Regions from separate parts of the Sus scrofa genome. Here all the other regions are linked to region 2. Evidence: chromatin contacts called from public Hi-C, HiChIP or PLAC-seq and promoter capture Hi-C data. All regions are on one chromosome and are shown on one strand. The core of a region is the stretch at or near the end of the contact, and the rest is flanking DNA. Distances in the headings are between cores, read along the strand shown.

Region 1 (4,882 bases), core at 991-3,490, 280 kb before region 2:
AATGGAACATGCTGGGAAAGGAGAAAGCTTGGTCCCCACTGATGACGAAGAAGTCCCTGGGGTGGGGAAAAATAATAGCAATGATAAGGCAAGTGCCATTTTGATACTCCTCTCGATAAGGAGAGGACTACACACTCGATTATGCACCCTTCTGAGATACCTGTGTCCACTTCTGCTCAAACAAATCATTACCTTCAATGGATTTTTAGCAATGTTACCTATAACCTAATGGTTCTCCATGCTGGTAGTTTGTTGGAATCAACTTGGGGAAAAAAATACCCCTACCTTGGGGCCCCACCTGGATCAATTAAATTGAAATCTCTACACAAGGCTCCTTGGATGGATCTAATGTGCAGCAAGGATTAACAACTGTGTAGCCAACTTATCCCAGGTTGCTTGGAACTTTCCTAGTTTTAAAATTTAAAGTCCCCAGAGAGAGTTCCTACTATGACATAGTGGGTTAAGGATCTCAAGTCTCTGGTTTGATCCCCAGCCCAGTGCTGTGGATTGGCATTACTGCAGCGTGTTGTAGGTCTCAGCTGCAGCTCAGATTCAGTCCCTGCCCTGGGAAATTTCATATGCCTTGGGTGCGGCCAAAAAGAAGAAGAAGAAAACCCTTAAAGTCCCCAGTCCCAGGAAACCACTCAGTCCCAGGCAAACTAGTATAGTTGGTCATCCCAGTTGAAAACCAGTGCCCTATTGGGTTGTGATGATCATTGTACAACTTTAAATGTAATAAAATTCATTGAGTTAAGAAAAAAATGGTGCCCTATGTCTCAGCGTAACATGAGAAGAATAGTTCAATGGCTGATGCAGTACTATTAATCTGGCCATAGCTAACTGGCCCCATGTGGACTCAGAATTCTGATTAGCATGGAGGGAGATGGGGTCCAAGGGCACCTCAGGCATAACTCTGGTCACGCATTTCATCGGTTAGGTTCCCAGGAGCCAAGGGCCGTGCTGAGGAGCTGGGTTGAGCTCTGGATCATGGCTGTGAATTCTTTCTTTTCTTTTTTTGTCTTTTTAGGGCTGCACCTGCAGCATATGGAGGTCCAGGCTAGGGGTTGAATTGGAGCGACAGTTGCCAGTCTAAACCACAGCCACAGCAATGAGGGATTGAGCTGCGTCTGTGACCTACACCACAGCTCAGGTCAATGCTGGATCCTTAACCCACTAAATGAGGCCAGGGATTGAACCTCCATCTTCATGGATGCTAGTCGGGTTCATTTCCACTGAGCCACGATGGGAATTCTTGTGAATTCTGATTATAAATCCCCATAGCACTTCTGGGGATGAATCTGGCTAGACATAGCTCTCAGCACCAGCTTGGACTCATTTCTGTGCCAGGGCCAGCAGGGAACCCCTGCTCTCTGGGGACAAAGCCACCTGAAGCCTTCCACCTATGAGAAAGGGAAGTGACTATGTGGCAGTGACCTGGAAGAACTCTGGTTTCCTAGACTGCGGATCTGATGCCTCTGAGCCCAGTGCAAATCCACATGAGCCACTTGCCACTCCCAAGCCTACAAGTGCATTTAGCTTACAGAGACAAGTTGAATTGTCCATACCATGGATCTTTGGAAAGTGAAAGTAGATATTATTAATAATTATGCTGGGGAATTCTCATTTTGGCTCAGTGGTAACAAACCCAGCTAGGATCCATGAGGATGCAGGTTCCATCTCTGGCCCCACTCAGTGGGTTAAGGATCCAGCATTGCCATGAGCTGTGGTGTAGGTTGCAGATGCTGCTCAGATCTGGCATTGCTGTGGCTGTGGTATAGGCCGGAAACTGCAGCTCTGATTCGACCCCTAGCCTGGGAACTCACATATGCCACACCTGTGGCATACACACACACACACACACACATATATATATACACACACATATATGTATGTGTGTATGTATGTATATGTATATGTATGTATGTATGTACACACACACACACATACTGGGACAATGGGGATAAACCAGAACTGTCTCAGGCCAAATTGGAAATATCACCTTGCATAGGGGTCCACACCACAGAAATGGAATCAGGGTAACTCCCAAGCCAACTGCAGGGAGTAAGCAAGGAAAGCCCAAAACAGAACCAAGGCAGGAGGGCAGGGGGCTAGCAGTGCCTTCAACAAAGGGAGGACTATCTTTCCTTTTAGGGACGCACCCTCGACATATGGAGGTTCCCAGGCTAGGGGTCGAATCAGAAGCTACAGCTGCTGGACTATACCACAGCCACGCCAGATCCGAGCCGAGTCTGCGACCTACACCACAGCTCACAGCAATGCTGGATCCTTAACCCATTGATCGAGGCCAGGGATTGAACCCACAACCTCATGGTTCCTAGTCAGACTGGTTTCTGCTGTGCCACGAGGGGAACTCCAAGAGAGGGCTCTCTGTAACTCTGTGGCAAGGGTCAGAGCCAATATGAACTGCCCAAGACCTTGGAGTAACCAGGGGGCGATCCTGCCGGGCCACCTCTGCAGCCAGACCAAAGGAAAGAAGACAATTGTGTTGTCAAAGAAGTTGAGTCGGACATGAGGGCAGGAGCAAAGGCAGGCAGGGCTCTGAGCAAGAGCCAAAGAAAACATCTGCAGAACTCTCTGCCCTGAGGAGTGGGGGGACAGTGGATCACATCACACCTGGGGCACTGGGCTCTGTTCTGGGCTCCTCCCCACGCCAAGGAGGAGGTGGATAAACTGGCCCAGGAACAAAAGAGAGGGCCTGACACCAGGCTCTGCAACCATCACAGAAAGAACTGGACTGACCAACACACAGGTGGCTGTCTTCCCCAGGAATGGTAGCCCCTGTTCTGTCCAAGGACCCCAAGGAGCCAGAATGGGAAAAACTACGTGACATACACTGCTGGGTTCAGTGTTAGGTAAACCAAATAGAGAAGCCAGAAGTAGAAGCAGCTGCCCCAGTGACACAAGCTGGGACCTGGGACCTGGGACCCTTTGCTACAGTGCTTTTGCACCTGGTCAAACATCTCCTGGAACAACAAAATACAAAGAAACTATAAGGGACTGAAAGTAACTGTACCTGCCAGCAGTTGGATCAAATTACCGGCAAAAAGATACAAAAAAACCCCCCTAAAAACCCAGCTGCCATTTCTGAAAAGCCCAGAGCAAAGGCAGGGTGTTGGGGCAAAAGCAGGCATGTCCCCTGCACACAATCCCACCCAAACCACCCCTGTGGCTGGACTCCTGGACCTGCCTCTATCCAAGCCCCATACAAGGAATCAGCTCCCGCCCTTCCTCGGGGAAACCTGTTGCTTGCTTTTTGCTCCATGCGCAGCAGCAGGGGCCCCATACAGCCTTGCCTGAGTTTCTGGCCTGGCCTCTCATTTCTATTGACTAAGGTCAGCCGAGAACCCAGATAACAACAGGATGGGGTGAAGCCGAGGAAGAAAATCAAGCACCCTGGTTGGAGTGCTGCATGGGGTGGGACTAAGTGGCCTCTGTTGAAGGAGGTTTTATAATTTTCCCATGCCACTCCACTGGACCCTGTTCCAGAGTGGAGCAGGATCCAAAAAACTCTGACCACTAAACCTAGAGAAAAAAACAAGGGAAAAGAGACACCACCCCAAGGCAGGGGCACATTTCAGGAAGGGCTCCTTGAGGAGGTGATTTTTCTGAGCAGGGGTGGAGGCAGGGCGGAGGCTTAAACCCCCAAGGTGGGTTGGACTGATCACTGACTGCAGACTGCGCCCCTAGGGTGGAAGCCCGGCAGGCCCTCGGAGTCCGGCCTAAGGTCACTGGGCACTGGTCCTCCGGTTGGCCTGGCCTTAGGCAAGATCTGCGGGACAAGGCCTTACTCCCAGCCTCAAAAAACGCCCGCAGACTTCTCAGCGCGGGGCCCTGAGAGAACAGCAGAGATCCTGCAAAAGGTGCAAAGCATCCGAAACCCCCAACCCTCCCAGGCTCCTCCACGTCGCAGCGGCCAAACTAGAGGTCGAAGCAAACTAGAGGGCAGGGAGGCCGACTCGGCCACGCTGAAGTCAGGGTGGAGCGAAATCGCGAGAAGTTCCAGAGCCCTGAAGTCTAACTACGAGCGCGGGGAGGGCGACGCGATCGCCGAGAGGGGACCTGGGAGGGGACTCGGGGCAGGCGCGCGCCCGCAGGAGGTTCGACCGCTGGGGAACCCCAACCCCCTTCCCGGAATCGGCTGGCTGGGCAGCAGGGTAGGAGGTCTGCGGGGCTGGGAATGGGCGCGGTTACCGGGTCCCAGGCTCTGGGGACGGCGAGGCGCGGCCTGGGAGGCGGATAGAGCGCGGCGGGACCGCCCCGCTCGGGCCGGAGCGCAGGACGCTCCCGGCAGCGTCCAGGCTTCCGGTTGGAGGAGCAGGGCCGCCCCGCACCGAGGCGGAGGGCGGAAGAAAGCGGCTTGGGAAGAAGGGAGGGGCGAAAGGAAATGATAATGAGAGGGAAATCATTTATTCCTCACTTGGCATGTTTTAAGACCCTTTGCCCAGCGCTTTATTCACAGTCTTAATCTTTACTGCAGCCCTGGAAGTACCACTTCACTGCATTTTGCACATGGGAAAAATGAGCGCAAGATGAGAAGAAAGGCTTCATGCTTCCCACCTGCAAAACCAGAAGGCTGACAAACTCTTTGTTTCTCAACCTAGGGCTAGTGTGTCAGCGGATTCAGGATCCATGAGGATACCTGACATCGTTTTAGTTCCCCAATTTTTTGTAGGAAACCTTTTTTTAAGTTTATTTATTTATTGTCTTTTTAGGGCAGCACCCGCGGCATATGGAGGCTCTCAGGCTAGGGGTAGAATCAGAGCCTCAGCTGCTGGTCTACACCACAGCCACAGCAACCCCGGATCCTCAACCCACTAAGTAAGACCAGGGATCCAACCTGCGTGTTCATGGATGCTAGTCA
Region 2 (4,412 bases), core at 1,205-3,704:
TCTGACCTGGTCAGTAAAACTGAAATGTTCCTTCTGCCTCTCCAAGTCTACACCCTTCACTCACTCCTTCCCTTTCAGTCTTTAACAAGACCAAGATTTCCTCCCCAGTGGAGGGGGAGGGGCACTCCTTCAGTCCCTTTACTGAAGCAGCCCCCTTCACCTTGATCTGCACATTCTTCTTACCTCTCTGTCACCTAGTTTATTTTAACAATTCTATGAAACTGCAAGTAAAGAGGGTCACTGACTCCCAGCAGCCACAAACCTTGACCAACCTCTCTTTCTCTAAACCCGTCCTTTCTGCAGGCTCCTCCTGGCCTTCCACGCTTCAAGGCTATGCTTAGATCCTAAAGTCTTTCCTCCCTGTGGCCTAAGGGCTCTCCTTCCCTCTCCCGCAGAAAGGACACCAGGAAACCACCCTAGACCTTACCTCCTCCCAAACTCCACCTATGTATCTTCAGCCACCAGAAAATATCACTGAGCTCTTGACTCAATCTTCATTAGCCCTTCAGCTTCTCACTTGTCCAAAACCAAGTTCACCAGCACCTCCCCAGAGTCCCACCCCACTCTAGGTCTACTTCCCCTTCAGAAGCACTAACTCTCAGGATAAAGCAGTCTGGGAAAGGAAGGTGTGCAAGAAAGAAGGAGCGGTGGAGAGAGGCTCAACTAGGACCACTCTCCTCAACCTCACCTGCCAGGTCTACACATCCCCCCAAACCTTCCTTTTCAAAAAAATTCTGTTCTGCCTCCAAGTTGAAAAGGCCTCCGAACAGCTCTTCAATAAATCCATCACATAAAGTCCTTTACTTCTGGCTCAGAAGGAATCACCACTGTGGATATTTAAATTCAAACATCAGACGTTGAATGTTATTTAAAAAACAAAAAAAAACAAACCCTTCCCAAGCAGCTTCCACAAATTAAACTTTGGCAAAGTATCTGCCCCCAGGGTCTAGGCAGTAACCATATAGGAAAAACACCTACTATAGAAAATCTGTTTTCTGAAAGGAAAACAAGTTAAAAACTTGACCAGGTAAGCAAGTTAACTACCAACTTGTGCCACAATGTGTTTCTGGAGAGTTCCTCCGTCTCATCACTGGCTCCAGGAGGAGAGCTGAACAGTTTGGTTCAGCTAGTTTCCTAGCAATCAAGTCAGTGCCGCTGCCGAATTAAAGAAAAACTGCTTCCACACAGAGTTAAATTATGGAGTTGCAGAAGCGGCTGTTCTGTTAACCCACAGCTAAGAATAACACTCAACTTTCTAATTTAAAAAAAAAAAGAAAAAGAAAGAAAAGGAAAGACGAGAAAAGTAAGTCTCTGCGCTAAGAGTTTGGGGCAGAGAAGAAAGAGGGGGCTCCCTGCACTGACTCTCTGTTTACCCAGAGCCTTATGCCCAAGGCAACTGACCAGGGGAGCCCAGCCCGGGAGGGCGGCAGTTTGCAGGTGCGACGGACGGCCCCACCCCCGTTTAACCTGGGCTGGAGCCCCAGGCTTCAGAATTGGTTTTCCGGGTGGGTTCGGGCTCACTCTTAATTAACAACGAGGTCGGGGTAAGTTGGAGACAAAACCGGAGAGAGAAGCAGGAAAAAGCCAAAAGGGCCGCAGGGAAGGAGGAGCCGAGGCCCCCGGAGGCCACCCTTCCTGGCCCGCCGAGGCCTGGCCCCGCGCGCCCACCCGGGCCGCCCTACCGTGGCTCTGCAGGATCTCGTGCTTGAGGCCGCCCGTGTAGTCGATAAGCTCCTCCAGGCCGCGCTCGCACAGCTGCCCGTAGCCCGAGAACTTGTGCAGCACCTTCTCCAGCTCGCGCTCCACCGTCACGCACTGATCCATCCCGGAGGCGGTGGCGGCAGCGGCGCTCGGCTGCCCAGCGCCCGGGTGTCCGCAGCCGTTCGGCCCGGGCCCGGCCGAGGCCGCGTCCTGCTCCTCGTCCCCCAAGCGGGCGGCACGGGAGACTGAAGAGGCGGACGCGCTAGCCCCGGCGCCGAGGGAGCTCCGCGCAGCCCGCGCCCGCCTGCCCCATGGCGCCCCGACCCCGGCGCGTCGCCGCTGCTCCCGCTCGTTCTTCCCACCCGGCCCCGAGCCCCCGCTCGCCGCGTTCGCTGTCCGACGCGGCGCCGCCGATTGTTTTTGTTTTCACGGGAACCGACCGATGACCTGGTTCTCCCGGGCGGCACCAAGCGCCGCCGACCCGAGGGGGGGCAGCCACCCCAGCGAGGGATGGAGGCGGCGGGGGCCGTACCAAGCGCACGCTCGTGGCGGGGGGAGGCGGCCGGCGAGCGCGGGCGGAGGAACGTGACGAGCGTCCGCTCGCGCCGCCGCTCTAAAGGTGTGGGCCCTACCACGCGGGAGGCGTGCAAGGGAGCGGGAGAGGGCGGAGCAAAGATCCAATTGGGCCGAGGAGCTAAATAGGGAACTTTGGAGCCAGCCCCAGAGCTCCGAGAGCGCTACAACTACGCGCTCCGTAAACAAGAGGGTGGAAACCGCCCGTCACCACTCCGCCCAGAAACGGAGAAAACGAACCAATAAGCGCCGAGAATACGTAAGGAACGAACGTCCTCCAATCCCTGGCCGAGGCCTAATCCTTCAGCCAATCTGGGACTAGAGGCCAAACCAATAGTCTCGCTGTTGGAGGGGGTGATTTGGAGAGCATCCTGGGAAGCAAGTCGTTTCTGGAAAGCCGTGAGGGAAAACAAGGCAGAAATAAAAAGGCCTATTTCCCATAGGACTTCGCCCCAGCCCTGAGTTATTTCATCTCCCTGTCATTCCTGAGGGTACTGTCTTCTCCAAGTTTTGGAAAGCAGACTCGCCGCCCCGAGGAAAAATCCAGCCAGGCCGAGCGGAGTGGGTGGTGCTGCGGGCGGGGGTCGCTAACTGGAATAAGAAGAGGGGGATTCTGAGGTGGGAGAAGGGGGCTGCTTGTTGGCCGGGCGTGGCCCGCGATCCTGCCTCGATTCTCGCTACACCGGGAGGTCACAAGCCTTACACCTCCACCCCCACCCCCGCGGGCCTCGGCCCTTTGGCCCCTGGGACTCTCCTGACGGGTTGCCTCACCCCGGGGGCAGCATCACGGAAGGGAAACTTGCGTCGGACCTCGGGGCAGCCTGGCTCCTGCCTCTTCGGCTCGTTATTCCATTGCTTCCGATGGAGTTACCCCCTTCGCGTGAATCCTTCCCCTGACTTGCCATGGCGCCTCCTACCTTGGCCTGTACCTACTTGCTCACTAAGCTGTGACTGCCCCGACCTTAGCTTAGCGTTCCTCCTAGAAGCCAAGTTGATGCTTGCCTCAGGACCTCTGTACTTAGCCTTTCTTTGGACTAGAAAACTCTTCCATCGTGTCATCCTAAAATTTTCGGCTCACTTGTACCACAGAGGGTCCCCCCCTGACCACATTCCCTCCTCCATTACTACACCATATTTATTATGGTCAATCATAGCCGTTTTACTATTTTCTCACCACTTGTTATCTGTTTCAGTTATTTTCATTCACTTTTCTGTCTGCACTCCTTCAATAAAGCGCTAAGGCAGCCCCCTGGCCTCTGTTTTCTGTGCCCAGAACAGTGATTGGCAACATAGTACCTGGTCTTTTTATTATTATTATTATTAAGGTAAAACCTTTTTGAGCCTCAGTGTCTCTTTTTATAGTTTGGTAATAATTAGAACTAATAATACTTCGATCTATTGTTAGGAAAATGAAGATAATTTAGGTAAACACCCAGTAGCACATGATAACTACATGATAAACAGTGGTGGTTGCTACTAGTGTCAGTTCCCAGGAGTAAATATGAGATGGCAACTTAAAAATCATGGAATCACGTTGGTCCAGCACCTACCTAGTCGTTTTATTTAGTTCTCCGTGATACTCAAGGGCAGCCGCACTGTTGCTCTTACACATGGCCTTTCTCTTCCCCACCTAACCTGTTTTCCTTTCTCCTCTCTCCCTTGACAGGTGGCCCTGATTCCTCCTTCACTGAGAAGGTAAAAAACATTCAACTCCAGCACCTTCTGTCACCCTTCTCAAAGTGTGTCCATCTGTTGTATCCATTTTATGAACTGTTGTCAAGTACCCAACAGAAAAGGCGTGCCTTCTCCCTTTTTAAGTGGCCAGCTGACCTGAGGATGTGGGGAGAGCCTTCATTCAACCCTCCTTAGGCTGTTTCCCTTTTCTGCTCAGTCTTTTCATGGCCAGGCTGCCCGAAAAAATCCTCCACTCTTGTTCCTCCTGTTTCTCCAAGGATCTTCTTGATAAGCTCTGTCATCCTTTTCTGTCTTTTTTTTTTTCCCCTTGACCTCACTGCTACATTTGAAAGTTGTGACCCACCATCACAACTTTAAAATTCTTCCTTGACCTCCAGGGCATTGCCACGGTATGGTTCAGTCACCCCTTCTCCCCTCCTGGCTCTTTTCTCATTTAGCCACCT
Region 3 (4,809 bases), core at 1,381-3,880, 340 kb after region 2:
AGAAGCCTGTATCCATTCTCTGGCCTGATGTTTTCAGGGTCAAGGACAAATTGGCAGGGGTTTATGATGGAGAGATGTAGCACGTGTAACAGTTACACTGAAAGAGATAGAATGAAACAAAAAAGCAACTTTCTTGTTTCTTGGTTCTTTTCTCTCCTCTGCCTCAATGCTTGCTCTGTTGAACACATCTCCCCACATCACCACCCCCCCCACCAGTCCTTGAGTGAAATCTGGTTGGTCCTACTAGTTTTCTGGTCCTCTTCAGATAACAGAAAGACCTCCAGACATTTTTTTTTTTTATTTGGTCTTTTGTTTTTTGCCTTTTTAGGGCTGCACCGGTACATATGGAGTTTCCCAGCTGCCAGCCTATGCCACAGCCACAGTAATGCAGCATCTGAGCCGTGTCTTCAACCTACACCACAGCTCACAGCAATGCCAGATCCCTAACCCACTAAGCGAGGCCGGGGATCCAACCTGAGTCCTCATGGATGCTAGTTGGGTTCGCTAACCACTGAGCCACAATGGGAACTCCCTCCAGACATTTTAATTCCATGAATAGTCTCACTTCATTCATTTAAATGTCCAGGTGTGTGCAGTAGTCAAACCTGAGGATTCCATTTATAAGAATAAGGGGGCATCTCCAGAGAGAAATGGCATGGGATCAGCTTCTCTCATTTCCCACCAAAAGGATTTCTTTGAAAACCCCCCCCGCACCCCCGCCACCTCGCCTTGCTTCCCTCCCACCATCACTAACAGCATTTTGGACCTGGGGGTGGGGGAGGTCTTAGAAGCATCCTATTTGCTTGGTACTGTCCAGATCTGCCTAGGTATCCCAAGGTTCTGTCTGTGGGGTATCATTTTAACCATCTTACCTTGAGGAAGTTATGGTGAGGCTGAACAACAGATCAAGAGAAAGAAAGCAGCAAGTGTTACAGTTCTGCTACAATCACAGCTCCCTGGGTGGTAAACAAGCCAAGTAAACACAGCATGCCTGGTAAACACTGTCAACACAGGGGTAAACAAGGCAAAGGGGCAGAGGGGAACTACAGTTTAGGGGAAGGAAAAAGCAAGGGAGGATAGGCAGGTTCAGGATTGGCTAATTTGAGTAATTTAGTGGGCTTGAGGGCAGAGGAGCTGTCCCCAGCTGTCTGATAACTGGCCCTGGGGTGATAAGCTGGGTATATGGTGGCCTGTGTGAGCTCCTGATAAGGCAGTTGGTGGGGTGTGAACTTAAGGGGCTGTGTACGAAGGGGAACTGACTGCTCCCTAGCCTGGGCCTCAAAACTGGTCAAGACAGCATTAAAAAAAAAGAGAGAGAAACAAAACTGAATTACAGGGATTTTATAGGTTCTTTGGAGACCACTCATAGGTTATGTCTCAACTGCAGTGTCCTTATTGTGGGCAAGGTCTTTCTTCCACTTGTATCACAAACTATCTCTCTACTTCCTCTGAAGATATAGTCTCGGCCTCTTTCTGCAAGGTCTGAGGTCTCCTTGCCTCTCCCAGGAAGCTAGCTGTCTTGGCCAGGGTTTCTTTAAAGGAGGCTTCATGCTAGCTCTTTCCTGTGCTTCTTGCATCTGACACTGAATTATACATAAGCATCAGCAAAGGAGGATAGCGCTCTAAGAGGGCATCATGGTGGCAGTGAGGAAGGAGGCAGCTGAGGCCAGAAGGAGTGGAAAAAGATTTTTCAAGAACAAGGGAACAACATATCAGGCAGCCCTTATGTAATAAAGGCCAGGGCTAGGGTGAGGAGGGTGAGGCACTCTCCTCAGTGGTGAAACTGAAGGGCGTGCCACAAATGCAGTAATCAAGATAAATCATATTTAATGCAATTTAAAAAAAAACCCACGTAGAAGGTGCGCATTTCCCCTTTTGCCTAAGGCTCCAAAATGGCCCCAGCGTTATACAATTATAGCTTCTAGCTTCCTTCCGGCCAAATCATGCCCCTGAGACACTTCCAAACAGAAAAGCTGGAGGAGTCCTCTAGGAAGGGCTCTCCTTAGTTAATAAATCTGAGCCTCGAAGAAGGAGGCTAGGAATACAGTGTATGAACAGTGGAGAGGGGACACTTGTCTAAGCCCCAAATGCTTAAAGTGAAAAGGGCTAGAGGGATATTTGGGGCGTGGAGGTGGCAAAGAGCTTGTGTGTAGGCAGGGATCAGGTCACGTAGGGACCTTCAGAATTTTAACTAGGGGAGACGCGGGCCCAGATTTGTTTCTTATGCAGATAATGCCTTGTGGGTTAGTTCTGGAGGGGTCAGATCTGGATACAAGAAATCCCTTATGAGGCTAGTGCAGAATCCAGCGAGGGACTATGCCCATCAGAACAGGTGGAGACAAATTCCTAAGGGCCAGTCCTCAGTTTCCCCGCTGGAACACAGAGGATGGGGCAGCCCCCGGGTCTCTGCCCTGCCAATTGGGCCACCTCAGGGTCCCCTGTGAGCGGCGGATGTGCCGGGGGGCGCAGAGGAACCACCCCAATTTAGCTGGGGGCCTGGGGCCAGCGGGGCGGGGCGGGGCCGGCCGGTGCCCAACCTGCTCGCTGCCCAATCGCCGCCGGCCCGCGGTGCCCCGGGGGGCTGGGGCCGCCGCCGCCGCTGCCGCCGGAACGTGCCGCGGCTGCGCCGACGCGCGAGCGCCGGGCAGGGCGGCGGGCGCGTTCAGTCTGGCGGCGGCGGCCGTGCGCTGACGGACGTGCCCGAAGCGCCGCAGCCGCCCGCAGCCGAGCCCGGCCGCGCCCGCCCGCTCGCCCCCCGCCATGGTGGCATGGATCATCTCCAGGCTGGTGGTGTAAGTGGCCTTCTTCCCCGCGTCCCTTCCTTCCTTACCCCCTTCTCCGCCCCCGGCCCCCGGGGCTGCGCGCGCCCCTGCAGCGCCGGCCCTGGTGGCTCCGGCTATTAATACCCGGCGGCCGCTAAATTTAGCAGGTACAGTAGCTGCCGAGGGCGCCGGCGAGCGGGCGGCGCAGGACGCGGCTGCTGCCTTGCGGGGCCCGGCCCGGGAGCGGGGGACCGGCGGGCGGAGGCAGCGAGGGCTGGGGCGCACGGGGCTCCGCCGGGGGCCGCTTTGTTCCCCCGCTGGGTGCGCTCGGCCGCGAGGGCCCGAGTGGGCGAGCCGCGGGGACCAGCGTCCCTCTCCTTGGGGGGAAATGTTGGTTTGGGGTCGCCCGTCGCCGCGCCCCGCCACCGCGCTTTTGTCAGGTGAAAACGACGGAGCCCAGAAGAGCCTGGGGCTCTGCCTAGAGGGGTCGGCGCCGAGAAGGGCGGAGAGCCGGAGGCGGGGCTCCTAAGGGGGCGAAAAAAATACTCCTTTTTAGGTTTCTTAAATTGACAGCGGCAAGGCGAGAGGGGCGGAGGAGGACATGTGCGAATCTTGGGGTAGCTGCCTCGCGTCCCCTTATCTAAGTCCTTTGACGGGGATGGGGATTGAAGGAGAGAGAGGGACAGGCATCTCCAGGAATTCACGGGAAATTTCCGAGTGACAGACGGCCACCCTGACCGTGGGGATGACATCTCCCAGGCGTTGCGGGAGAGCGCAGAGTCATCCGGGGCGAGGCCTGTGTGAAGTCATTGCGGGTGGGCGTGGGGGGCGTTTTGCTCTGTCCAAGCCCCAGAGCTGAGTAGACCTTTGCAGAGCTCCTCCCCTCCTGGATTTGTTCTCCTTTGGAGGGAGACAGGGCCATCTCTTACAGTGCCTCTCCTTCCCAAGCCATTCTCGCCTGAGTGGGGACAGATTTGCCACCTGCTAGGGGAGACGGGCTGAAACTGATCAGGGGAGAGGGGCCAGGGAGTGCGACTGGGGCTTTTTCTTTGTCTAAGAAAGAGGGGCTCCCGACTCTGCTTGATTGTGCAGCATCACTGCCCACGTTGTGGAACGTCTTCCATCTCCTACCCTTCTGTCCTGATTTTCAAAGAAGCAGTCAGAGGCAGGGCTTCTGAAGTCATTCTCAGCATTGTCTCCTGGTCACCGTTCTGGACTTTTCCTCTCAAAGACAGTGTGTGTGCCTCTCAGCCCCCAAGTCATTCATTCCAGGAGGGCCTCTCCACAGCTGTTGCTGCCTGCTGAGTGGTGGTGGGGGGTGTTGTGCTGTACCTAGAGGTGGCATGTTAAATATTTAGAAGATTTCTGCGGGCAGAGCTGGCTTGAATTACCCAGGGAAGCGGCTGGCACGCCTTGCCCCACCTCATGCCCGACCAAGGCTCGTCTTGCCTTCAGGGTGGTATTTTTTTTTTTTTTTTCCTCCTGAAGTAGTGCTGTGATCTTCATACATGCAGGTGGCTTCTGGGGTGGGGTCAGGCACTGCTCAGGGTGGGACCAGAGCGTTGAGTTGACCAGTCTGGAAGGCTCACTCTTTATAGGTCCTGCTGGGCTGGGGCTAGAACACTGGGGAGTGATGGTTTCTGGTCTGGAGTCCATGGAACCGCCTTTAAATGTATTAGCACCCTCCCCCTGTATGCTAAACCACTGAGGCGGGTGGAGAGGAGAGGCATATATTTGGGCGGGGGGGTCTTAGGGACTTGCTGTTAATTTTTAAAACAACCACACTCCTGAGAAGTGAAGCTTTAGAGAATTTAAATGACCATGAGGACTGCCCCTCAGGTCAGCCCAGGACTCTCTGCTCCAAGGGAGAGTTTGTGGAATTTGTGGTTGTTATTCCCACAAAAGGTCAGAGATATGACTTACCCCTCAATCCCTAATTCTGTAGAGAAGCCCAACTTGGATGTGTCTGTTGCAAATGGTTAAAACCACTTTAATAAGCAGTACCTGTTTCCTATAAATAATACCCGTTCATTAGAGGAAAATTAGA
Region 4 (4,799 bases), core at 1,028-3,527, 480 kb after region 2:
GCTTGATTTAATCACACCTGCAAAGTTCTTGTCATGCAAGGTAATATATTCACAGGTCTCTGGGATTAGGAGAATGTGGATGTATTGGAGAATAATTATTTTGCTTACTGCACTTATTGTCATTTTAAAATAACAAGTATGAGAGCTCTCTTGTGGCACATCAAGTTAAGGATCTGGCATTGTCATTGGAGAAGCTTATGTTGCTGCTATGGCATGGGTTCAACCCCTGGCCTGGGTATTTCCACATGCTGTGGGTTGGACAAAAAGGAATAAAATAAATTCAATAAAATAACAATTATAAACCTTTTCCATGTTAATACAAACATATTTTTATGAAAAATAACTATTTCAAAAAATTAGTGAGAAGAGTGGCATTGTTTAAATTTTTTTTTTTTTTTTTTTTTTTTTTTAGGGCCACACCTGCACCATATGGGGCTAGGGGTCCAATCAGAGCTGCAGCTGCCAGCCTATGTCACAGCCACAGCAACACCAAATCCAGCCGAGTCTAGGATCTACACCACAGCGTGGCAACGCTGAATCCTTCAGCCCATTGAGTGAGGCCAGGGATTGAAACTGCATCCTCACGGATACTAGTCAGATTCTTTTTTTTTTCTTCTGCTTTTTAGAGCTGCATATGGAAGTTCCCAGGCTAGGGGGCGAATCAGAGCTGTAGCCACCAGCCTACGCCACAGCCACAGCAACGTGTGATCTGAGCCACATCTTCAACCTACACCTCAGCTAATGGCAACGCCGAATCCTTAACCCACTGAGCAAGACCAGGGATCAAACCTGCATCCTCAAGGATGCTAGTGAGATTCATTAACCACTGAGCCATGACAGCAACTCCTGAGGACAGTCCATTTTAAAGCAAAAAAAAAAAAAGTCATAAATTGCACATGAAGATGGGGATTAAGGACTTTATTAAATGACAAAAACTATAGAAATTAATTTTGGAGTTTGAAATCTTGAAGATGGAAAAGTTGCTAATGATATTGAGGCCCAACGCTGTGCCATACATGGCTGGAGGAGATGTTCATTGACATTGAGAGGTTTATGGCCAAGGTGTTAGAAAAGTCATCACACTGGCGTCAGCTAGCATGAGAGCAGTGGGCAGGGATGGGCTGGCAGGGCTGCCGTTTAATTGTTAAAATTACTAAAAAAAAAAAAAAGTGGGCGACTGCTCTTGAGGCTAAGTGATGGCAATGTGAAATATCAAGTATAATGTAATTACAAAATTATTCGGAAAAGCAGTAAACCTATACAAACATAAGTAATCATTTGATTTTAGATAATTTTATTTTTCTGTTTTTTGGACTTTTAGGGCTGCATTGGTGGCATATGGAGGTTCCCAGGCTAAGGGTCTAATGGGAGCTGTAGCTACCAGAGCCATACCAACGCCAGATCCCAGTCTGTGATCTACACCGCAGCTCACAGCAACGCCGGATCCTGAACCCACTGAGGCCAGGAATTGAACCCGCAACCTCATGGTTCCTAGTTGGATTCGTTTCCGCTGCGCCCCAACGGGAACTCCTTAGATAATTTTCAAAGTCACTTCTTTACAAATGGGATTCAGTAGCGTTGTCTACCGCTAGGGAGAACTACAATGAACTATCTAGTTAAGACTTGAAGTACCTTACACACGCAATAGATAAGTTATTTAGTTTCTATGATATTGTGATAAGATCATTACTAGTACTAATAGTATTGAATAGTGTTCAATATTTAACATATGTTTCCGTGATTACAGAATCGGTGGAATGCTTTGAACAGTGTTTCTGCACTGACTTCATCTCACAGATTGTGGCCAAAATTATCTTTTTAAAATACAAACTTGGTGGAGAAAGCAGTGTGGTTTAATATGGAAGGAGTAGAGACTGTGGAACCTGAAGAATCAGGGTCCCTATCCCTTCTCTGCTATTTATTAGATACATGAACAAATAATTTTGCACAAAGGTCTCCTCAGTGTTCTCTCACCCAGCCTCTCAAAAGCATGACTCCCTGAAGGACTGTCAAACAAAACAAACGCGGAAACCGAGACACTACCGTCGTTTACGTAACTTTGGGCAAATCCATTCCTTTCTACGAAATATCCAGCCGACGGAAAAGGCTGAGCCACTTTCCTGCTAGAATTCTCCGAAGAATCACACCTGCTCAGTTTTCGCAGGAACCGAAGCCCCAGTTTCCGACGTCCTCCAACCGGTTCAGTTCACCTAGTACCCTGGGCTTCCCGCTACAGACCAGAACCCGAAGCGCAACCCGGAAAGAGAAAGCGCCCTTTCCGTCCCGACAGAGCCCAGCCTCTCGGAGGGGCTTGGACAGGGGCAACAGGAGGTTGCGCATGCGCAGTGGCGGTGGCTGCCCTTCCGGTACGCAGGGCGCGGACAGGCGGCACGGACGCAAGCACGCTTGCGCGCGCGCACGGTCTCCCCTTCTCGCGCCGCCGCCGCCCCTGCTCTCACTTAGACCCGCAGCGCCGTCCGCCGCGCCGAGATGCTGCGGGCCTGTCATTTATCCGGCGTGACCTCCACCGCCCAGGTAAGGATCAGGGCGCCGGAAGAGAGTGTGTGGTGACGGGCAACCTACTGAAAGTGGGGGAGGCTTTGTCTCTGCCTAGGCCCGGGGACAAAGGCGTGTCTCAGGGCCGCCTTTATCGCGAGAGTGTCGGGTGGGCCCGTGAAGCAGTTAATTCGGGAGTTTGCCAGACTGGGATGACTTGAGGGTTATTGCTGAGCGGGATGGGGCATGAGGAGAAGGTGGCGGGGAGGCGGGCATAGGACGGGAGGCACGGCCTAGGGGACGTGCCATCCAATCAGCCCTGCGCTGCCCCAGTCTAGGACCAATCGAGGCTACTGGCGCTCGGGTCGCCGGTTGGGCGCGTGATAGGTTTCGCACAGTCGGTGGTTGAAGGTCGACAGGGAAAAACTACACTTCCCAGCAGGATACGCACAGCCTTGTCTTATTGCATCTTAGTAAGGCCGTTCTTGGACTGCTGGAGTCCGCGTTTTAGGGGTCAAGGTTGTAATTATCACGGAGGAGGGATTGCCCTTCTTTTTGTAGCTGAGAACACCTCTTGAGCTCTTCGTTCTCTGAACAAAAATGAAAGGTTGTAGTTTATGGAGCTCGAACTCTTGGTGCTCAAGGAAGGTTAGGCGACATGACCTTGTGCTCATTTCTGAGATTAGCCTGTGTCTCCAGGTGCTGGGACAACTTTGGCACACATTCAAGGAGGTTAGAAACCCAGTTCCTTTTATTTCTGCATGATTGTCAAAGTAATTTGCTAAAATTAAAAATAAAAAAGGTAAACCTATTCCCACTGCTCACAATTAAAGAAAATTGGTATTTTGGCAAAATGTGATGTTGCAAAACAGGTACTGTGACTCATGCAATTGAGCAAAATCCCTAGACATAGTGAGTTAGAAATCATAAAAATCAAACTTAATTTTTTCTTTCAAGTTTTCTTATTTCCCTTTCATTTTAAGGGTAAGAGAAGCAGCCTCTTCCATAGGAAAGTGGGGTGTGTGTTGGTTTTCTATTGCTATATAACAAATGCCACATATTGAGCAGCTTAAAACAAAACCGTTTCTGGACATGAATGGGGTTCTCTGCTATGGTATTGTCCCCACTGTGGTTCTCATTTGGAGCTAAGGGTTCTCTTCCAAGCTCTTGTAGTTTGTTGGCAGAATTGTAGTTTGTTGTGGTTGTAGGGCTCAAGTCTTTGTTCCCTCCCACCCCACACCTCCGGGGTTTAAGTGGGTTTAATTCGGAGCTGCAGCAAGCTGCATCTGCAACCTACACCACAGATCATGGTAACACTGGATCCTTAACCCACTGAGCAAGGCCCGGCATCGAACCTGCGTCCTCATGGATACTAGTTAGATTTCTTTCCACTGAGCCACGATGGGAACTCCCCCTCAGACCCAGATTTAAAGGGTTTATAGGATTAGGCCAGGCCCACCTGGATCACCCCCTTCTGATTAAATTCAGGTCATCTGATTAGTAACCTGAATTATATCTCTGATACTCCTTTTGCCATACAACCTCGGATCATGGGCTTAACTGCAGGGGGCAGAGATCATGGCGGCCATATGAGAGTCTGGCCCTGTTGTGATGCCCCAGTTGGGCTAGGAGGGGGCAGGATGCAGAGCTGCCTTTTGGGGCGGGACTGTAGAAGTTTGTCTCTGGAGCCCTCCTTTCATGGCACTCTCTTCATTATTTTGCCCTCAGGTTACATTGTCACTGTCTGCAGTAAAGTCCAAAATTACTTTTTCCTTCCTTGCCTTTATCAAAATATTTTCTAAAAACTTAATGGGATTCCATTTAGGAAATTAGAAGAAAACTGGTCAAAACTTACTACTAAAATATGAATCCATTTCTAGCCTACAACCAAGATTTCTTACCTTCCTAAAATTTCTGTCTTGTAAAATTCATTGGTTTATTCTTATCTTCTCGTTCATTCCATGGTGTTTGATGTGTTATTTTGTGAAACTCTTTTCGCTCTTTTCCCTTTTCTCATGTAGTATCTTGGGTCCCAGGTTACCCTTCATCTTTTTCATTTTCCTTTGTTGAGTCTGCTTTTTCTTGTACCCCTGGGAACCCAAGTATCCCAAGGAACTCTCTTCCCCCTTCTCCCCCTCTCCCTAGCTCTTTCTCTCTCTTAAATTAAGACCTTATTTTTTTAGAGCAGTTTTAGCAAAATGGAGGGAATTTACCACATATCCTGTGTCCCCACACATGTATAGCCTTCCCAGTATTAACACCCCTCAGTAGAGTGTTAAATTTTTACAATCGATGAACATACA
Region 5 (4,511 bases), core at 1,743-4,242, 260 kb after region 2:
TGTGATGTCCCCAGGTTAAGGAGAAAAAAAAAAAAAATCCAATAGAATCAAAACTGTTCTTGAATTAAAATCCCTGCCGTCTTCAGGTTAGGCAGCTTAGCAGAGTGGAAGAGACAGCCAAACCTAGGTTTAAATGCTCCCTCCATCATTAGCTAACTATGCAAGTCTGGGCAAGACTCCTTTCCCTAAATCCATTTCTTCATTCTGAAAATGAAGATATCACCACCACTTCAAAGGCTGGAGGTGGGGGAGATGTGGAGATTAAAAAGAATACACATAAAGGACCTCCTAGACTGCCTCCCTAATCCAACAGGTCCACAATCACTGTCCGGGAAGGGAACACCTAGTCTCTCATCATCTGCCAAAGAACTAAAGACTATAAAGCTTAATTTTGTTTACAATAAAGTCAGATAAAAACAAGCACACTAGAGAAAATTTTACTTGACAAGTGAAATAAACCACAAGAACTATGACTGAAACCTAGTACACAAAGCCCATTTTATTGAGAAAGGGTATTAGCCTAAAGCAAATAGGTTGGCCATCCTTGTGCCACACTACATTCTGTCAGTATCAAAATCCAGCTTGCTAGGAATGAAACCAAACTTCACAGTGTAGGACAGGACACCTTTGGTGGCAAAGCCTTTGATCAGGGAGCATGACAATTAAGAGGGAGGGCTCAAGGGTCAAAACTTTCTGGATTAGAACCTAGGCTATGCCAATTCCTCGGTATGTGACCTGGGGAAGATGATCTCCCCCATCCCCAGGACTTCTCTCTGTAAAACTGGGACCATAAGTAACTATCCCCAAAGAACTGTAAGGATTAAATAAGAGCACAGCTCTGAAGTGTTCAGCATGATGCCTGGCATATGGTTAAACATTCAACGGTCTTTCCTTTTCAACTAGATGATAAAGCACACTATAGAAGCTTTACAAACACATCACCACCCATCCCTTTCCTACAACCCTTTGCAGACTAATACTGGTTGGGGCATGCACTGTCACCTCAAAAGCGTTCAAGTGAACAGTGTTTCAGAAGTCAGCATGTTCAAGTACCAGCGCAAAAACTTACTTTCCTTATTTGAGCAGTTTTCAAGAAAAATTGAAGATAATGACCAAGTGATACTGAAACATATCCATTACCCAGGAATGGCAAGCTCCTCTGTTCTGGCAAGCTCCCTTCAAGTTATCACCACTTTGGAGTGTTTGTTGGGGACCGTTTTTCAGTTATTTCTGCACAAAGGAGTCTTTGTTGGTACAATGGCTTCCTCACTGGTAGTTTCCAGACAACACTTTCACAGCAATACTTCTATTAGGGAGTATGATCAGAAGTCATCTCTTTTTGAAAAGAACTGTGCAAGGTTCTGCGTGTCACTGTGATTAAAAATCACACTGGCCGCACTTGTTCCCATTTCTCTCCTTCCCCTCAAACACCCAAATGGAATACTTTGAAGCCATTCCTCCAAAACACCATATAAGGGGCAGCTCCACCCCGACCCTCCATATATGGGCATATCCCACACCCACCCACAGACTCATCAGAGACAACCAGGAACCCACTCCAGCCCTGACCCACCATATACGGACAAATACCCACCCTAATAGATCTAAGCTCCTCCCTCTACTCTCACACTTCTTTTCTAACAAGTCTGAAAGTTGAATAAGTTGGGTGAAGAAATTAGGGGGAACAAACAAGAAACCCAACCGAAAGCGCTTCCAAGCAGGAGCGCTCAGTCCTTAATGACTCCAAACGTCACCCACTTGCCCAACTTCATCTTTACAACACCACTCCGCCTTTGGAGAAATAATCGTACAGCCCTAATGAGGCACAGCTCGGGCAAAAACTAAGCATGTCTGAGCAACCCTAAGCCCATTATTAAACATAGGCAACTCTAGGCCAAGCACACCTCGCTCTACACACCATTTGAAAGACTTTCAAGGTCTAGTTGCCTGCACCTTCAGATCAGATGCCAACTTTCTGGTCGCCTTTTCAGAAAAGGGGGGGGGGGTGCCGGCTGTCTCGTTACCTAGGTAACTAGGAAACGGCCGCCAGCCGAGGCCCGGGAGCCGTTTTACCTTCAGATCCTTCTTGGTAACGTCGGTGTGGGAGACAGCTCGAATGGTCCCGGAGAGCCAGGGCCACTCGGCGACGCGCTCCACGTCCCAGCTGTCGTGGCCGCCTTCGCTGCCGTCGGCAGCGGACAGACTGAGGAATCGCTTCCCCACCAATACTGGCCAACTTTCTCCAAGCGTGAGCACCATGATTTCCACGCTGCAGGAAGGGCTCCTCCCTGCAAAAACACAAAAACAAAATGCAACGGGGGCGGCCGGTGGGAGGGAGGCCGGGAAGAGAGCGCGGTGGGGGGAGGCCGGAGCGGAGGGAAGGGTTCTAACCCCGCTCGGAGGACGGGACCCCAGGCAACCGCGGGTGCGACTGAGGATCCCGCAGCCGATCTCTCCACCCGCGTCCTCCCCGCCCCCGATCCCTCCCCCACCGCAAACACGGGCCCAAGCGCCGCGTGACCCTCGCTCTCCCAAGTTTCGCTTTTCCTAAACCTTAAACCTAAACGCAGACAGAGTGAAGGGAAAATCATTTGCAGCTTAAGTGAATTTGAAAGTGTTCGCCCCTCACCCCGGAAAAGAAAAGGCCCCGAAGCAGAGGGCCCGTCCCGGGCGGGCGGTCGGGTCCCCGCCCCGGGCGGCCCCGCGGGAGGGGCGAGCCCGCGGTTCCGCACTTGCCCCGCCGCCCCGCCCCGACACCCGCTTCCCAGCCCCCGACCCCCGGCCTGCGCCGAGGCGCGGGGGCGGCGGGGCCGCGGGCTTGGCGCCTTCACCTTTCTTCCTCCGCTCCCCTCAGCCGAGGCCGCGGCGCGCTTACCCCGCCTCCCGCCTCCCTGAGTCACCGGCGGCGGCCGCCGTTTCCAGCCGCCCAGCCGACTCTAGCTCTGACTTGGTTCAAGAGCTCTCACAAGACACGCACAGCCTCCCGGGCCCGCCCCCTTGGAGCCGCTTCCACCGCTCATTGGCTGGGCCCAAGGAGCTGGGCGAGACTCGTGGGGAAAGAGCCCATCGCCATTGGCCGTCCTAGGGAGGGCGGGGCGAGAGAAAAAAACAATTCCTTGGCTGCCTCCTCCCTTTCCCCTCCCCCTTCCGACTCCCGGACGACCCCCATTAGGTTAAAGTACACCAAGCGTAAGTGAGGGATCCCTCCGCCACAGCCATTCTTTCCATTTGTTGCCTCACAGGATACAAAAAAGTCCCGCGAAATCGGCTATCAACTTTAGGACCCAGAGGGAAATTACAGTGGTGCACAGATAAGACTGAATGGCGAAGCCCAGAGCTGTAAGTGCCTATTGGATTGCTTTTCAAGTGCGTAGGCTGTCGACCGAAGATAGGCATTCCACTTGGCGGAAGAATCTCACAGGAAAAGGGTGAGGGCGGTGCAGAGTCAGCGGGGGAGGGAAGGGACGGGAACGTGCGGTTTCAAGCGTACTCAGCTAGAGGGAGGAGCGACAGCGCTCTGGAGGCTGGTGCGCAGGCGCTTTGCTGAGCAGAGGCTGGAGCTTGGGCTGCTGGGTGAAATGGCCGCGGGAGGCGCAGGCGCACGTGGTGTTCATCATGGAAAGTCTAAAGTCCGCCATTTTGAAGGAAAAATGAAGAAAGGCATGGAGTCATTGGGAAATGACGTTAATTAAATCTAGAGCAAAAGAGGACATCAGTAGAATGCGAAATGGATTTTTTTTTTTAATGTAAAGGGAGGATGGGAAGATATTCTGAGACCTACAAAGAAATTGAAGGACTAGATCAAGGTCATAATGGTGTAAGAGATGTGAAGAGGAAGTGACTTTGAAGGACAAAGGAGTTGAGAGGTGATTATGTCTTTTGGACCTCAAGTTTTTTGGTTGAATAAAGAAAAAAATGGAATAAAGGAATTGAAGTTCTCTTATTTTATAAAGGCTGGTGCTTGACATGGCATCACATTTAATCATGATTAAAATTAAGTGAAGAACTCAAGCTACCAATTTTACAAGTGTGAAAACTGAGAATCAGAAAAAGTTCAGAAACCTATTTGTGAGATTATAGATGCAAGTTAACTCCGTGTTGGCTTTAAACTTCTATGTTCTGAACAGATGACATTAAATTAAAATTTTAATTAAGAATAAACACTGAAGAATTAATTTGGATTGCAATTTGCAGACCATTCAAAAGGGAGGAAATGGAACAAAGAAAACCTATTGGTCTAACATAGGTCAGAATGGGATAGAGAAAAAAACAAATAAAACTTAAGACAGAATGTGGTAAATAGAAAAAAAAAACTAGAGAAGTCTAAATATCAGTATTTACAATAAATATAAGTGGGTTAATTTTGCTCAGAACTTAAAAAGACACACTGGATTGAAAACAAAATCCTATAAATTGACCTCAAGTGAACTCCAAAAACACAGAAAACTTGAAAATACTGGGTGAAAGAGTTTCTAATCTAATGGTAATTGAAGGAAAACAAAATAGCACTG

Evidence for each region. Promoter capture Hi-C pulls out the DNA fragments that hold promoters and counts their contacts. A called contact is a pair of places that touch in the nucleus more often than the background predicts. HiChIP or PLAC-seq counts read pairs in DNA pulled down with a chosen protein or histone mark.
Region 1: a Hi-C map of skeletal muscle shows a contact between it and region 2, with 5 times the contacts expected there. The contact joins the promoter of THNSL2 here to the promoter of RMND5A in region 2. A contact is called at or near these places in 1 of 5 promoter capture datasets (liver) and 1 of 47 Hi-C or Micro-C datasets (skeletal muscle).
Region 3: a contact with region 2 is called in an H3K27ac HiChIP or PLAC-seq map of alveolar macrophages. The contact joins the promoter of REEP1 here to the promoter of RMND5A in region 2. A contact is called at or near these places in 1 of 5 promoter capture datasets (fetal liver) and 1 of 2 datasets of contacts at active chromatin or transcription factors (alveolar macrophages).
Region 4: a promoter capture Hi-C map of liver shows a contact between it and region 2, with 5 times the contacts expected there. The contact joins the promoter of MRPL35 here to the promoter of RMND5A in region 2. A contact is called at or near these places in 2 of 5 promoter capture datasets (fetal liver and liver), 1 of 47 Hi-C or Micro-C datasets (liver) and 1 of 2 datasets of contacts at active chromatin or transcription factors (alveolar macrophages).
Region 5: a promoter capture Hi-C map of fetal liver shows a contact between it and region 2, with 3 times the contacts expected there. The contact joins the promoter of KDM3A here to the promoter of RMND5A in region 2. A contact is called at or near these places in 2 of 5 promoter capture datasets (fetal liver and liver), 10 of 47 Hi-C or Micro-C datasets (alveolar macrophages, blood, heart right ventricle and 4 more) and 1 of 2 datasets of contacts at active chromatin or transcription factors (alveolar macrophages).

The regions. Positions count from the first base shown.
Region 1 is chr3:57,819,056-57,823,937 of Sscrofa11.1, forward strand. It overlaps THNSL2 (threonine synthase-like 2), which reads right to left and starts at 2,241. Exons shown (of 11, transcript XM_021087277.1): 1 at 1-2,241. The coding sequence starts at 189.
Region 2 is chr3:58,094,398-58,098,809 of Sscrofa11.1, forward strand. RMND5A (protein RMD5 homolog A) reads right to left here and starts at 2,455. Exons shown (of 9, transcript XM_021087278.1): 1 at 1,683-2,455. The coding sequence starts at 1,824. It overlaps LOC110259986 (a long non-coding RNA gene), which reads left to right and starts at 2,588. Exons shown (of 4, transcript XR_002342541.1): 1 at 2,588-2,765; 2 at 3,941-3,969.
Region 3 is chr3:58,433,696-58,438,504 of Sscrofa11.1, forward strand. REEP1 (receptor expression-enhancing protein 1) reads left to right here and starts at 2,631. Exons shown (of 12, transcript XR_002342544.1): 1 at 2,631-2,792.
Region 4 is chr3:58,572,833-58,577,631 of Sscrofa11.1, forward strand. MRPL35 (39S ribosomal protein L35, mitochondrial) reads right to left here and starts at 2,278. Exons shown (of 5, transcript XM_003124936.4): 1 at 2,148-2,278. It overlaps IMMT (MICOS complex subunit MIC60), which reads left to right and starts at 2,343. Exons shown (of 13, transcript XM_021087287.1): 1 at 2,343-2,535. The coding sequence starts at 2,491.
Region 5 is chr3:58,352,008-58,356,518 of Sscrofa11.1, forward strand. KDM3A (lysine-specific demethylase 3A) reads right to left here and starts at 2,993. Exons shown (of 26, transcript XM_003124935.6): 1 at 2,876-2,993; 2 at 2,074-2,288. The coding sequence starts at 2,259.